Regions from separate parts of the Gossypium raimondii genome. Here region 2 is linked to region 1. The links are chromatin contacts, called in public Hi-C maps. All regions are on one chromosome and are shown on one strand. The core of a region is the stretch at or near the end of the contact, and the rest is flanking DNA. Distances in the headings are between cores, read along the strand shown. Region 1 holds the start of LOC105781536 (mannosylglycoprotein endo-beta-mannosidase). Region 2 holds the start of LOC105783043 (probable linoleate 9S-lipoxygenase 5).

What was found. A called contact is a pair of places that touch in the nucleus more often than the background predicts.
Region 2: a Hi-C map of leaf shows a contact between it and region 1, with 5 times the contacts expected there. The contact joins the promoter of LOC105783043 here to the promoter of LOC105781536 in region 1. A contact is called at or near these places in 2 of 2 Hi-C or Micro-C datasets (both in leaf).

The regions. Positions count from the first base shown.
Region 1 is chr13:33,103,842-33,110,271 of ASM2569854v1, forward strand. LOC105781536 (mannosylglycoprotein endo-beta-mannosidase) reads right to left here and starts at 3,482. Exons shown (of 11, transcript XM_052627195.1): 1 at 3,226-3,482; 2 at 2,415-2,553; 3 at 2,008-2,235; 4 at 1,813-1,871; 5 at 1,416-1,464; 6 at 934-1,164; 7 at 347-516; 8 at 57-261. The coding sequence starts at 3,374.
Region 2 is chr13:33,314,237-33,320,666 of ASM2569854v1, forward strand. LOC105783043 (probable linoleate 9S-lipoxygenase 5) reads left to right here and starts at 3,575. Exons shown (of 9, transcript XM_012608221.2): 1 at 3,575-3,925; 2 at 4,260-4,549; 3 at 4,638-4,878; 4 at 4,974-5,315; 5 at 5,413-5,498; 6 at 5,579-5,686; 7 at 5,771-6,075; 8 at 6,165-6,428. The coding sequence starts at 3,718.

The DNA.
Region 1 (6,430 bases), core at 2,232-4,731:
AAAAAATGAGCAGAAACACACATATATATAAAGAGAGACAGAGAATAGAGTTTTACCAGCAAACCATAAACATCACAATAATGATAAAATTCTGGCCTCTCGGCCAACCCACCACCCCAACAACGAATCATGTTCAGATTCATATCTGCATGAAATTTTATGTCTGTTTTATAACGCTCCTTAGAAAGCCGAAGCAAGCAATCAGACAATATCCAGTTACCACCGCGGATAAAAATAGGCTGTCCATTCACCTTGAACAACCTGTCAAAAGATGGCAGTAATGAAACAGATAGAATTTCTAAACGCAATTTTTTAATATTAGTCAAAGTTGATTCCTGAAGTATACCTCCCTCCAGTAGCACTGTCTATATGAGATTCAATTTTGCGAAAACCAAATAGTTGGCCCCAAGAATCAGATTCTCCGTGTCCCTTCACATCAACAGTAATACTGACATTATACAGAGACTGCTTTCCCATTCCATTTGGCCACCATAAGTTGGGCTTGTAGAAGAAAAGCTGCAATATACAGCATAAGCATTTTCAAGAAGTGTTGCAAGTAAATTTTAATGGCAACTTGCAAAAGAACGGATGCTTTGAACCATAACCGTGGGTATCCAATTTCAGGTTGCAAAGAAAGAAAGGATGCTGTTGCAGAGGAATTATCATTTAGTTTCCTCTAAATAACAATATTTTTACTTAATGAAAATAAAAGGGGCGGTTAAAATTTCTCGATGAGATCCAATTCGGTCAAATCTTGCTCCATATTCTCTCAAATGTGTCACTACTCTATATCAAAATGCAAAAAGTCAAACACAAATAAACAATAGAGGGGGGAAAGGCAACTGTTTATCCAAGACAAAGAACTAACTTCAATGCAACCAAGGATGCAACAAAACACATTCAAAAATAAATAAGAAAGTTACCAACACTGACCTGAGGAAATGTATACTGAATACGAGCTCTAGGAGGGATTGAAACATGCTGAGTCTTAAGATGCTCCATTAAGCAAACACTTCCTTCAAGTTCTGTTGTCACTTGGATATTTAAAGAACATTCAGCAACCCAAGAACTTCTGTTTTCCAATTCAGTTGTTGCATGCAAGTATACCCTTGTGTAACGGTCAAAAAACGAAGAAACTAAGTGTGGATCAATTATTTTCACCGGCTGTATCCAAAGCAAATGCATCGACAAACAGCATTTAGATTTAATTACCAAGCATCATAAAATAGTGATAGTGAAAACACAAGCACCATCAACAACTGATATCTAGGTCTAAACTGAGTGCTACAAATGAAGGTACTTAAAAGGAAAATTATTTACAGCATTGTGCAGAAATATACATGCTCAATAGTCAACACTAATACGAGATAAACACTAGTACAACGAAGTTTTTAAGTCTTATGCATAAATCTTACCCCGGTAACAGATATTGAGACTTCATCCCAGATACCAGTGTTCCGATCCCTGAGACAAGTAGAGGTCAGATATTAAGATATCGAGTTTTGCAGCTTTAGAAAACAGAGGTTGGATCCTAGCTGACAATTCAAAAACTTCTAAGACATACAATAATAGATGACAAGATAATAGAATACCAAAAAGAAAATGTAATATAATTACATTGATTAGCCTCTATATACTAATAGAACTGCATTGTTTTTCTCCCTGCCCTATGCACTATAATAGATGACAAGATAATAGAATACGGTTAGAGTACACTGTGACAAGTCGCATTATTCATCAGAAAATCAAATATCAGCAAGAATAAGAAAACCAAAACAAAACCCTGAAGTTTCAAAGTTATAATATGTTCACCTCACTGGAGCTATCCAATCCCAGCCCTCAACATATTGTGTGGCAACATCTTTTCCAATCTAAGATGACAAGAAAGGGTGTTAGCAATTAGGCCGCAGTTTTTGCTCACATTATTAAATGCCTACAATTTAACCTCAAACCATTTTGTTAGAGATAAAACAAATTAATGAGCTTTGTTTGAACAAAGATATTTACCTCATGATCCCCACCTTGCCCACCCGCAGGGGGAATGCTCCCAGGATGGTCCGGAGGGTGAACGAGAACAGCCAGCAAGTTTGAACCATCAGGATTTAGGATATCAGTGACTTCAAGGGAATGTCTTCGAAACATCCCTTTAGGGAGGACCCTTTTGTGCCCATTTAAGTATACCTCAGCAGAGTAATTGATTGCACGAAAATTCAGATCTAAATGCTGAGCTCCTGACTACAAAATATAAAGTAAATCAGAACAGAGCATTTGCTAGTTGCATATAACATTTTCAAGATTTAGGGAAGACAGTTCTGACCAATTAAACATCTACCTCAATACAAACCAAAATAAAAAATTTTAGTGTTTTAAGCTCATATTTAACCTCACAGATTTCATGTCAAAACACTGCATACCAGCTTACACTGGAATTTTGTGAAAAACCAGAATGTGTAGTACTCCCTTCCAGAATCAGCTATATCAAGGATCGTCTCGTTCTCCAAACCGTAAAAGGGATCACCAACAACTTTGTTCTCTACTAGAGTTGCCAAAACACTGTCAATCAAGAACAATTTATCCAAACCATTAAGATGAGAACTCACATACTAGCTCCATTCAAGACAATTGACTTTGTATCCAAATTCAACTATAATATTTTTCATGACAAGGAGCAAGGTCATTTTTGCATTTGATAGGACCGTAGAAGCAGATGTAGAATCATCAAATGATTCCATTATTAAGCGAAAACCGACAGTTATAGTCCAAATTTCAACCCATAAAAATGATAAATAATTAAAAGGATTGAAAATTTTTTAAGCACATTGATCTAAAAACGAACATTCCTTTTGTTTCTTTTGCCACTTGCCTTTAGCTTCCTTAAAAAAAAGAGCCACAATTATGGCGTTATATCAACAAAACTACAATTTTTTTAATTAAAAAAAAAAAGTTGAAAAAGCTAACAACCAAGCAGAACCTAATTATGAAATTTGATTTATTATCCTAATGTTGTTATAACTCTCTCATTTTCCTTCAAAATTAAGTGATGCATAACTAGCAATTTTCTCACTCAAATCTTTGCATTTACTATCCATATTAAAACAAGAGAAAACTCAAGTCAATCCAGCAAAACTCAGCCTACATTTCAACAAAACCAGAAGTAAATGGAATGCTGTATATGCAAAATATACAAAATCAGAACAAATATATACACAAGTGGAGGTTTATTACGTTCCAGGAACGACAGCTTCCATCCAGGGAGAGGTTGGGCTAGTTGGGGGATAAGTGGTGGTGAGCTGAGTTCCGGTGAGTTGAACGTCGGTGGATCTGGCGGCGAGCCATCCCGAGTCAAGCAGAGTCTTTTGCCCAATCTCTGCCATTGCTGTGTGTGGGGAGTGAAGTGAGAAGAGAAGAAGACTTTTGAAGAGTAAATTTTTCTCGTCTTGGGAAGACTTGTGAGCTGGCACCGCGTTTGAAACAAGATAGTGTCGGTACTTAATCAATGCCACGTGGTGTTTGTCGACTTGTTTTGTACGGCGGTCATTTCTAGGTGGATCTGATCTCTTTATAATCGGCCTTTTTGTTCATCTCTTCCTGTCTTTTATTTGATGACTTCTGTTTTTACTACTTATTATATTCCTTTTAGACAACAGAGATTACATTACATACCAATGTCTTCATAACATCAACCATCCATTTTCGATTACATTCATTCAATCGATTTATTATTATTAAAGATACTTAAAAAAAAACAAATGCATGAAGTTTGGGCTACCCTTTTAAAGTTATAATTTATTAGTAAGCCATCTATTTTAGGCCCACAGGCTATAACCAAAATAAAGTAAGAAAACCTAAAATATTATACCATTTAACTCTTTCAACTTCTCAAAGCCTCAATCCTTTTTTCTCATTTTCTATTTTTCAGCAGGGACGGTGACTGAACGCAGAAGCAGATCTGGAGGGAGATGGGCAACTGGAGAGTGGAGAGAGGCTGAGAGGCCAAATGGACGAGGGACGAGAGTGGTGGTTGCCTGGGTGGGTCTCGAGTTAGTTTTTCTTTTTCCGGCTTGCCCAACTTGAAGCAGTCCAGTTTTTTTAAAAAACCGGTCCGACCAATTTTTATTGGTTTTTTCGGTTTACAATTTGCGGTTCAATTGCGATTTTTTCAATTCTCGATCTGAACATTTTTTATTAGTGTTTGGACCAATTCCCAAACGATCAATTAATTCAGTTGGATTCAAACATCATTTTTAGGTACAAAAGAAGATTGAACTCCCATGGGGAAACAATACAATTAGCGGGGTATAAACTGCTTTTAGATTTATTTTTTTTAATTTAATGACTGCACATATATACTCCGCTATTTGCTCACTCTCGTGAACAGCTCCTACCTCAACTTCGTCATGCATGTTCTCTTGGCTACGAGAACGGTATATGTTCGGCATTTCTAACAATTAGGTTGTTGAGTGTTTTCATGTGTTTAATTTCTCTATTTATATAATAAGATTGTCGAAACCATTTTTTTGAAAAAAAAATAAGTTATCGACTTTAAAAATAAAAATTAGAGTCGCCACCGATCTTTTATTGAGGTGTAATCGGCTCACCTTAAAAACGATTCTGGTCTACGAAATTTGAGAAAACGGGTTCGGGAGTCAGTTACGCATGAGAAAGGGTTAGCACCCTCGTAACGCCCAAAATCGGTACCGAATTTGATTATTTAATGTCTTAATGTCGAAGGTTAAAAAAATTTTGTTAAACTCTACTGTTGAAATCTGAAACGGATAATCAAATGTTCAAGTTAGATAAAGAAATCGAAACCTAATACGTTAGGGTACAATTTCTCAAAACTCCCGAACTTTGAATATCGTTTTAAAATTTTAAAGAAAATGTTCATTTCGAGAAAGCTATATGTCATGCCCAATGCGTTAGGACATAACATATTGAATTCCCGAAAATAATTTTTGCTTATACGTTTTGAAAAAAAAATTCTCGATTATTTAGGATTAATAAAGAAAATCGGAGCCCAATACGTTAGGGCTCGATTTCCTCGAAAATCCCGAATATCGAATATCACTTTTATTTTAAAAGCTTTTGAATCAAAAGAAAATGATTTTAAAGTTTTGACGAAATCAAAATATATATTTTCTAAAAGATACGTTAAAAATATTGATGTATTATGAAACAAATATTTTAATTTAAATTATATGTATACATATGTACAAAATATGTATATATATAAGTATAATATATAAGTAAATTTTAAATATATATATGCATATTAAAACATGTATATATAAGTATACGTATATAAAATGATAATATATATATATATATATATATATATATATATAAAACAAAACAAAACTTATTATAATTTCTAAGAAAATATGTATGTATATATATATGTGAAATGTATGAAAATAAGATAAAAATATAAAAGTATGCATATGTGTATATATTTACAAAGAAAAACAATATATATATATAAATATAATATATAAATAAACTAAGAAAATATATATATGTGTGTGTGAAAATATGTATGTATATAAATGTATATATATATAATGGAATATATAACAAAAACGTAAGTATATGTAACCTATAAAAACAATATGTATGTATATAACATAAAGAAGATCTATATATATGAATTATAAAATGGAAAATGTATATATATATATATATATGTAAACTATATATAAAAAACTAAGAAAATAATATAATAATGAAATATATAAAATATGCACATGTATTTTAAAACATTTAAAATATATACATATATTTATTATGAAACACAAACATATGCGTGTATATAATAATAATAATAATAATAATAAAATAATAATAATAATAATAATATATAATATAATAACAAATTAAGGATTAAAAACAAAATAAATGAAAATTCAAGGGGCAAATCTAAACAAAACAAAACACCAATGGATCAAATAGAACACGCAGTTAACAAGAGAGGACCAAAAGGGAAATTAATCCCTTCCTTTAAAACATTGCGCAGCAACACGGACTAAATTGAAACAATTATAAAACATGTGGCGAAATTTAGAAGAAATAAATAATATAATTTAAAAGCATTGTAAAAGAAAAGGAACCAATTGCGCAAATGGCCCATTTTGAAGAAATGCGCGGATCCTTCCCAAGTCGGATCGGGTCGCAAACGGGCATGTCAATACGGCGCCGTTTTGGTCGCTGGAATCAAAGGCTCAAAACGGCGCCGTTTTGATCCCTTATAAAACCCTTTTTTTTGTTAAAATTTTCATTTTCTGCTACTCTTCAGAAGCAAATCAACCCTAGCCTCCTCTGCTAGGGTTTCAAATTCTTTAGGCCGCCGCTGTCAGTCCTTCCACCACGGCTCTACCACAATCGGTAAGTTTCTCCTTTTCCTCTTCTTCTCGTTTCGTTTATTATTGTTTCA
Region 2 (6,430 bases), core at 2,325-4,824, 210 kb after region 1:
GATGTATATATACATGCATGTAAAAATTAGCTTTTAATACAAATGAAAGTCGGGGATACTTAAAAGGATGGATGTATATATACATGCATGTAAAAAATAGCTTCATCTTTTATAACAGAGAAACCCTATCATGTATAAGTAGGTTGTTCAATATCTTTAATTTTATTATTGAATGCATTAGTTTTTTTTATGTTTAGAGCAATTTAAACCCATCAATTTTGGAAATGAGTAACTAAAAAAATTAATTACAACATTAATGTCTTGATTTAATTTTGCATATAAATTTAATTGGTATAATAATAGCCCTCAAAATTTATATATCCTGAAATTTGGTATTGATTTAACAAATTTAGCCTCTCGCAACATTTGTGCAATATGTAAATATTGAAGGTAAATTTGTTGAAATTTTTAGAATTAAGATCAAATTGACAAAATATATAAACATTTAAGGTTAAATTTGTTAGTATATCAATCAAAATTATATACAACTAATGAAAAATATTGAATTATCATTGATTACTCAATTTCAAAATTGAGAAGAGAGATTTTATGGTATAAATATTAATTAAATATCAAAATTTCCATCCTTAGATTGAATTGATGAGACGATAAAGAATTGATTTCTCTTTGCTTAATTGGAGAGCGAATAATACCTAGGTTTTATTCTTATCAACACGTAAAAAGTTTTTAGGTCTTTGGCAATAAATAGTCTAAAATAACATTTTCATATAATAAAAACAAAAGACACTCTTCATTTAATTTAATCTTATTATTCGAATTTTCTGTTTAATATCTAATTTCAACATATATTTAAAGATAGATTAAAAGTTACACACACTCCATATCAAATCTATATTTATTTTCCTTGTACTAAGATTTATACATTGACCAAAAGTAGCTAATATATAATAATACAAAATGCCTACATGTGTATATCTAGTCTAAAAATTCAAAGGCTGCTAAGCAAGAAGGAAACGAACCCCATGTCCTCAAAAAGATAAATAAGAAACAAGCCAAATTGCAGATAGTGGGAGGTGATCAAGTATTATATATTTTATTATATTTGTCCAACCCACCTTTATTCCTTCTGTGTATTATCGATCAAATGAGCACTTTGAAAAAAAGAATAAACCATATACCTGCTGCCGGATTCAGAGATACCGGGTAGATGGGAAAAGTATCCCAAACACTGTTGTATTAGGTGTCAGAAAATACGTAAATTTATGTAAGAATTAAAATATTTATGTTTTAAAATTTCACGGTAAAAGTACCATAGGAATCGGATTGTATTCTGCTCTATTTGCTAAAAAATTAGCAAATTAGTTCCTACACAATAAATTAAAAAGCATATTGATCATTTTATTAAAAATTCTATTTATTTTTATCGTTAAAAACTAATATGGTTGACGAAATAAGTAAACAATTACATATTACCTACGTGCAAGAACTAGTTTAATAATAGAAATGGATGAAATTTTTAATAGAAGAATTAATTTACTGAACTAATTTATTAAATTTTTAGTAGAGGATTTTATCAAATATTGAAAGAAAAAACCTGCATTTTGTGGCGCACACGGTATGTGAGAATAAACTAATCACCTAATTAACAATTAGTTCTCCGGATTTATATAATATTAAAATATAACATTTCATCGTAATCTTTTCTTACTAAGAAAAGAAGACATGTTTCTTAAAAGAATCCAATTCATGTCGAAAACTGAAACATGTTCTTTTTTGGCTGCTTTTTCTTTCCACAATTTAAGTTAATTTTTCTTTAATTTTCTGCAATCTAATAAAACAATTTAAGTACAATGTTTCTGAGTATAAATATATATAATTTCCTTTATTAAAACTAAAATATTGTTGATAAATACAAAAATTTTAACGATCCATTTAAATTATAAATAATAATTTGCAACGTGCATTTAAAAAAAAAGGAGCTGGAAACAAAGTCAAGCAGACAATAATGCATCGTACAATGACATTAGAGGGTTTCTTCATTTGGTCTTGGTTTCTATAAAATAATAGTTTGCACATTGCCTTCTTACTATTCTTAAACTATTATTTGGTTATCTTTTAATTGACTTAGTCGTCCACGTTTTTGGTTTTTTTTTTCTTTTTACAAATTAAGAAAATGGTGAAACCAAGAAAAAAAAGGAAAGACTTTGTCTGTCCATCAAAGACGACTACAACTTAAATCAAAGTTTCTATTTTATATAATAAAAATAAAAGATATTCAATGAAAGGGTTCATTTTTATTTCAGTAATCCTTTGTAATTAATACTTCTTTATTAAGTTGTTTTAAAGAAAAACAAATAAAACTATTCAACTACTGCTTACTGTTTAAACAATCCCTTAAATTATTTTTTAGTCAAATAAGTCCCTATTTTATAACTTTTACCCATAAAAGCCATTCATTATAGTATTTTAAAGTAAAATTATTTGAATTTCATGCAATATATACTTTTAACATCAACCTAAAATTTAAAAGAATAATCAGAATTTTAAAAGGAGTGATTAAGTGTGATATGTAAATAAGCTCCTTCAAAAGCTTTAAAATATTATTTTATTTTTATTTACTAAACTACTCTCATCAAATTCCTATTAGTTTAAAAATAAAATATTTTTTACTTTACTATTAAAATCAAGGGCTTCCAAAAGGCCTGCTCAACTAAAAAATTAACATTAGTTTAAGTGTTTTTTTAAGTATATTATCCAAATGATTTAAAATAAAAGTTGAAAACAAGTAACGTTAATCAATTTTCTTTTCTTCAACTAAACAGTTTTACATCAAAAATTTAAATTTATTTACTGTACGCATGGCTCTAAATAACCCTTAATAATTAATTTAATTAGCTCATGACCAAAATTTTATGCTGATACTTTGATGACCCATCTCCTTCTAAAAGAAATCTAACTTTTGAATACAAGTATCCGTACTACAGCTCATCTACAAGTCATTAAATGTATGGAAAGTAAAGTGTATTGATTGTTGTTAGGTTATTCACTTTAACTCAACAGGGTGTGCCCCATGATCTAACTAAAACTTATCAATGTTTATCACATGATACATTATCAAATTATATTAAGATTTATTCAAAGATTTCTCGTCTATAATTTTTCTTTCTTTATTACTGTTTTCACAAAATATGATATAGTATTTTAGTATATTGATAAATACAATATCTAAAAATATCTTTCCCTGTTTCCTGTTTCTAGATTACAATCTAGCTTGGGGTCATAACCCTAATCTAAAACTTATATGATTTTAAAAAAATTAAAACAAGGATTAACTAAGTTTTACTTTAAAAAAAAAAAAAGCACCCATTAGATCCCACACTCAATTTATTTATATGAATTGGCTTCATAGATTTATATTTTATTTTGGGAGGGGTTCCAAAAAGGACTTGGCTTCATTGGTGAGTCATTTCAAAGAGAGAATATGAGAGAAGATAAGGTTAAAAAGACCAAAGTGGCTTAATTAAAACAAAAAGGTAAACCCAAGTCTTTGATTGTAAGGAAAATTAACAGAAACTACTACCCCCAATATGAACAGAAGATGAAGCTTCCCAGTAACCTCTTTTTCTCTATAAATACTCCTACAAAGCCCCAACCCCTTTTTATCTCAAGTCTTCACATTTAATTAAACCAAGTTTCGAACATATTCTTTCACCACCACCGTCCTTGTATTCCTTTTCCTTTTCGTGTTATTCGGAGATGCTGAGCCATTTGCTCCACGCCGTAGCCGGTGACGACAATGGGAACGAGAAGATGAAACCGGAAAAGATCAAAGGCACTGTTATTTTGATGAAGAAAAATGTTTTGGATTTCAATGACTTCCATGCATCTTTTCTTGATGGGTTTCACGAGCTGTTAGGCAAAAGAGTTTCATTTCAGCTTATCAGTTCTCAACATGTCGATGCTGGTGAATTCCTTTTTATTTTTGTTTCATCCAAGAAGCTGAAAAATAATATTATTATTTTATCAAAGCATATTTGTTATTTTGTCTCTTAAAGTCAAAACAAAAGCCTGCCATTGCTATCAATAGTTTATAGTTATTTTATTTTTCTTCATTAACGACCACTTCCCTTTTATACACTGACATGTACATATCATCTTTAACCTCAAGGAAATTTTTTATCATTGTTGATGAAAATAATAATGCAGTAAACAGTAAAAAAATGCATTTTCATATGAAATGTCAAGCAATAATTAATATTAGTCCTAATCTAATAATTAAATTTGTTTTATATTTTTAGATAATGGGTTGCAAGGAAAGCTGGGGAAAGAAGCATATTTGGAGGACTGGAACTCTACAGAAACATCGGCAGTGGCCGGAGAATCTAAATTCGACGTTAACTTTGATTTCGAGGAGGAAATCGGATTACCCGGAGCTTTCCTCATTAAAAACAATCATCACAGTGAGTTCTACCTCAAGACTCTCACTCTCGAACATGTTCCAGGTCATGGTCGGCTTCACTTTGTCTGCAATTCTTGGGTTTATCCCGACAAGAAATACGATAACCCTCGAGTTTTCTTCACTAACAAGGTCAGTTCTTCGATTGTTTTTCTCTTTGGGAGTTTCAGTTTTTCTTTTGGCTAAAATCGTAGTTTAAAATGTTTGGTTTTTTTTTTAGACGTGTCTTCCGCATGACATGCCGAAGCCGCTGCTTCAATACAGAGAACAAGAGCTGATGGCCTTGAGAGGCAATGGCCAAGGAGAGCTTCAAGAATGGGATCGTGTCTATGACTATGCTTATTACAATGATTTGGGGAACCCCGACAAGGGCCCCGAATACGCCCGCCCGGTTCTCGGAGGTTCTGCCAAGTACCCCTATCCTCGTAGGGGAAGAACTGGTAGACCTCCGACCAAGTCAGGTGAGGATCCCATACCAAATATATGTGGGTTAAGAATGAATGGATCATTGAATTTGTTGTGACAAGGTTTTGCTGTTACTGTAATAATCGAACAGATCCCAAGACTGAGAGTAGGATACCACTTTTGATGAGCTTAAACATTTATGTTCCAAGAGATGAACGATTTGGACACTTGAAGATGTCGGATTTCCTTGCTTATGCACTGAAATCTATAGTTCAATTCATAGTCCCAGAGCTTCAAGATCTAACTGATAAAACTCACAACGAATTCGACTCATTGGAGGATGTTCTTGAACTCTACTATGGTGGAGTTAAGCTTCCTTCTGGACCTTTGCGTGACAATATCATCAACAACATCCCCTTGGAGATGCTCAAAGAAATTTTCCGAACTGATGGAGCCCAACTGTTGAAATTTCCTGTGCCTCGAGTCATTCAAGGTTTGCATTAAATGTATTGCTAATTTCAGAGTCAAATATCTTTATTGTTGATTCCAACCATTTACTTACTTCGATATTTTTTAATGAATTGGAGCAGACAGTAAGACTGCATGGAGGACTGATGAAGAATTTGCCAGAGAAATGCTGGCTGGAGTTAACCCTGTTATAATCCGTCTTCTTCAAGTAATTTTTTTATCTGGAAATCTGTTCAATTCTTAAAATTTACCATATGTTAAATATTTATATATATTCTCTGGTTTCAGGAATTTCCTCCAACAAGCAACCTAGATCCTAAAGTATATGGTAATCAAAACAGTGCCATAACCAAGGAACACATTGAGCACAACCTAGAGGGACTAACAGTAGAAGAGGTGAGAATTCGAATACCCCAGAATTAATGTTATCTGGTTTATCCTTTTCAAATCAGTCTAACTTGAAAGGATTTGGTTGAACAGGCACTGAGAACCAACAGGTTATTCATATTGGATCATCATGATTCACTTATGCCGTACCTGCGGAGGATAAACACTACGACAACCAAGACTTATGCGTCTCGAACCATCTTGCTTTTACGCAATGATGGCACTTTGAAGCCATTGGTGATTGAATTGAGTTTGCCACATCCGAACGGGGATCAATTAGGTGCTGTTAGCAAGGTTTACACACCTGCAGAACATGGAGTTGAAGGTTCAATATGGCAGTTGGCTAAAGCTTATGTTGCTGTAAATGACTCTGGTGTTCATCAACTCATAAGCCATTGGTATGAATTTATAAAATAGCATGTATGCATCGATTAGCTTTGATCTAAGAGGATGGTTTATGTTTATGGTTTTTTTAATCTGTTTACAGGTTAAACACTCATGCAACAATGGAGCCATTTGTGATTGCAACGAACCGACAACTTAGTGTGGTTCATCCAATTTATAAGCTTCTCTATCCTCACTTCCGGGACACGATGAACATCAATGCCTTTGCTAGGCAGATTCTGATTAACGGAGGTGGTGTCCTGGAATTAACAGTTTTCCCTGGAAAGTATGCAATGGAAATGTCATCAGTGATTTACAAGAGTTGGAATTTGCTTGACCAGGCACTTCCTAGAGATCTCAAGAAAAGGT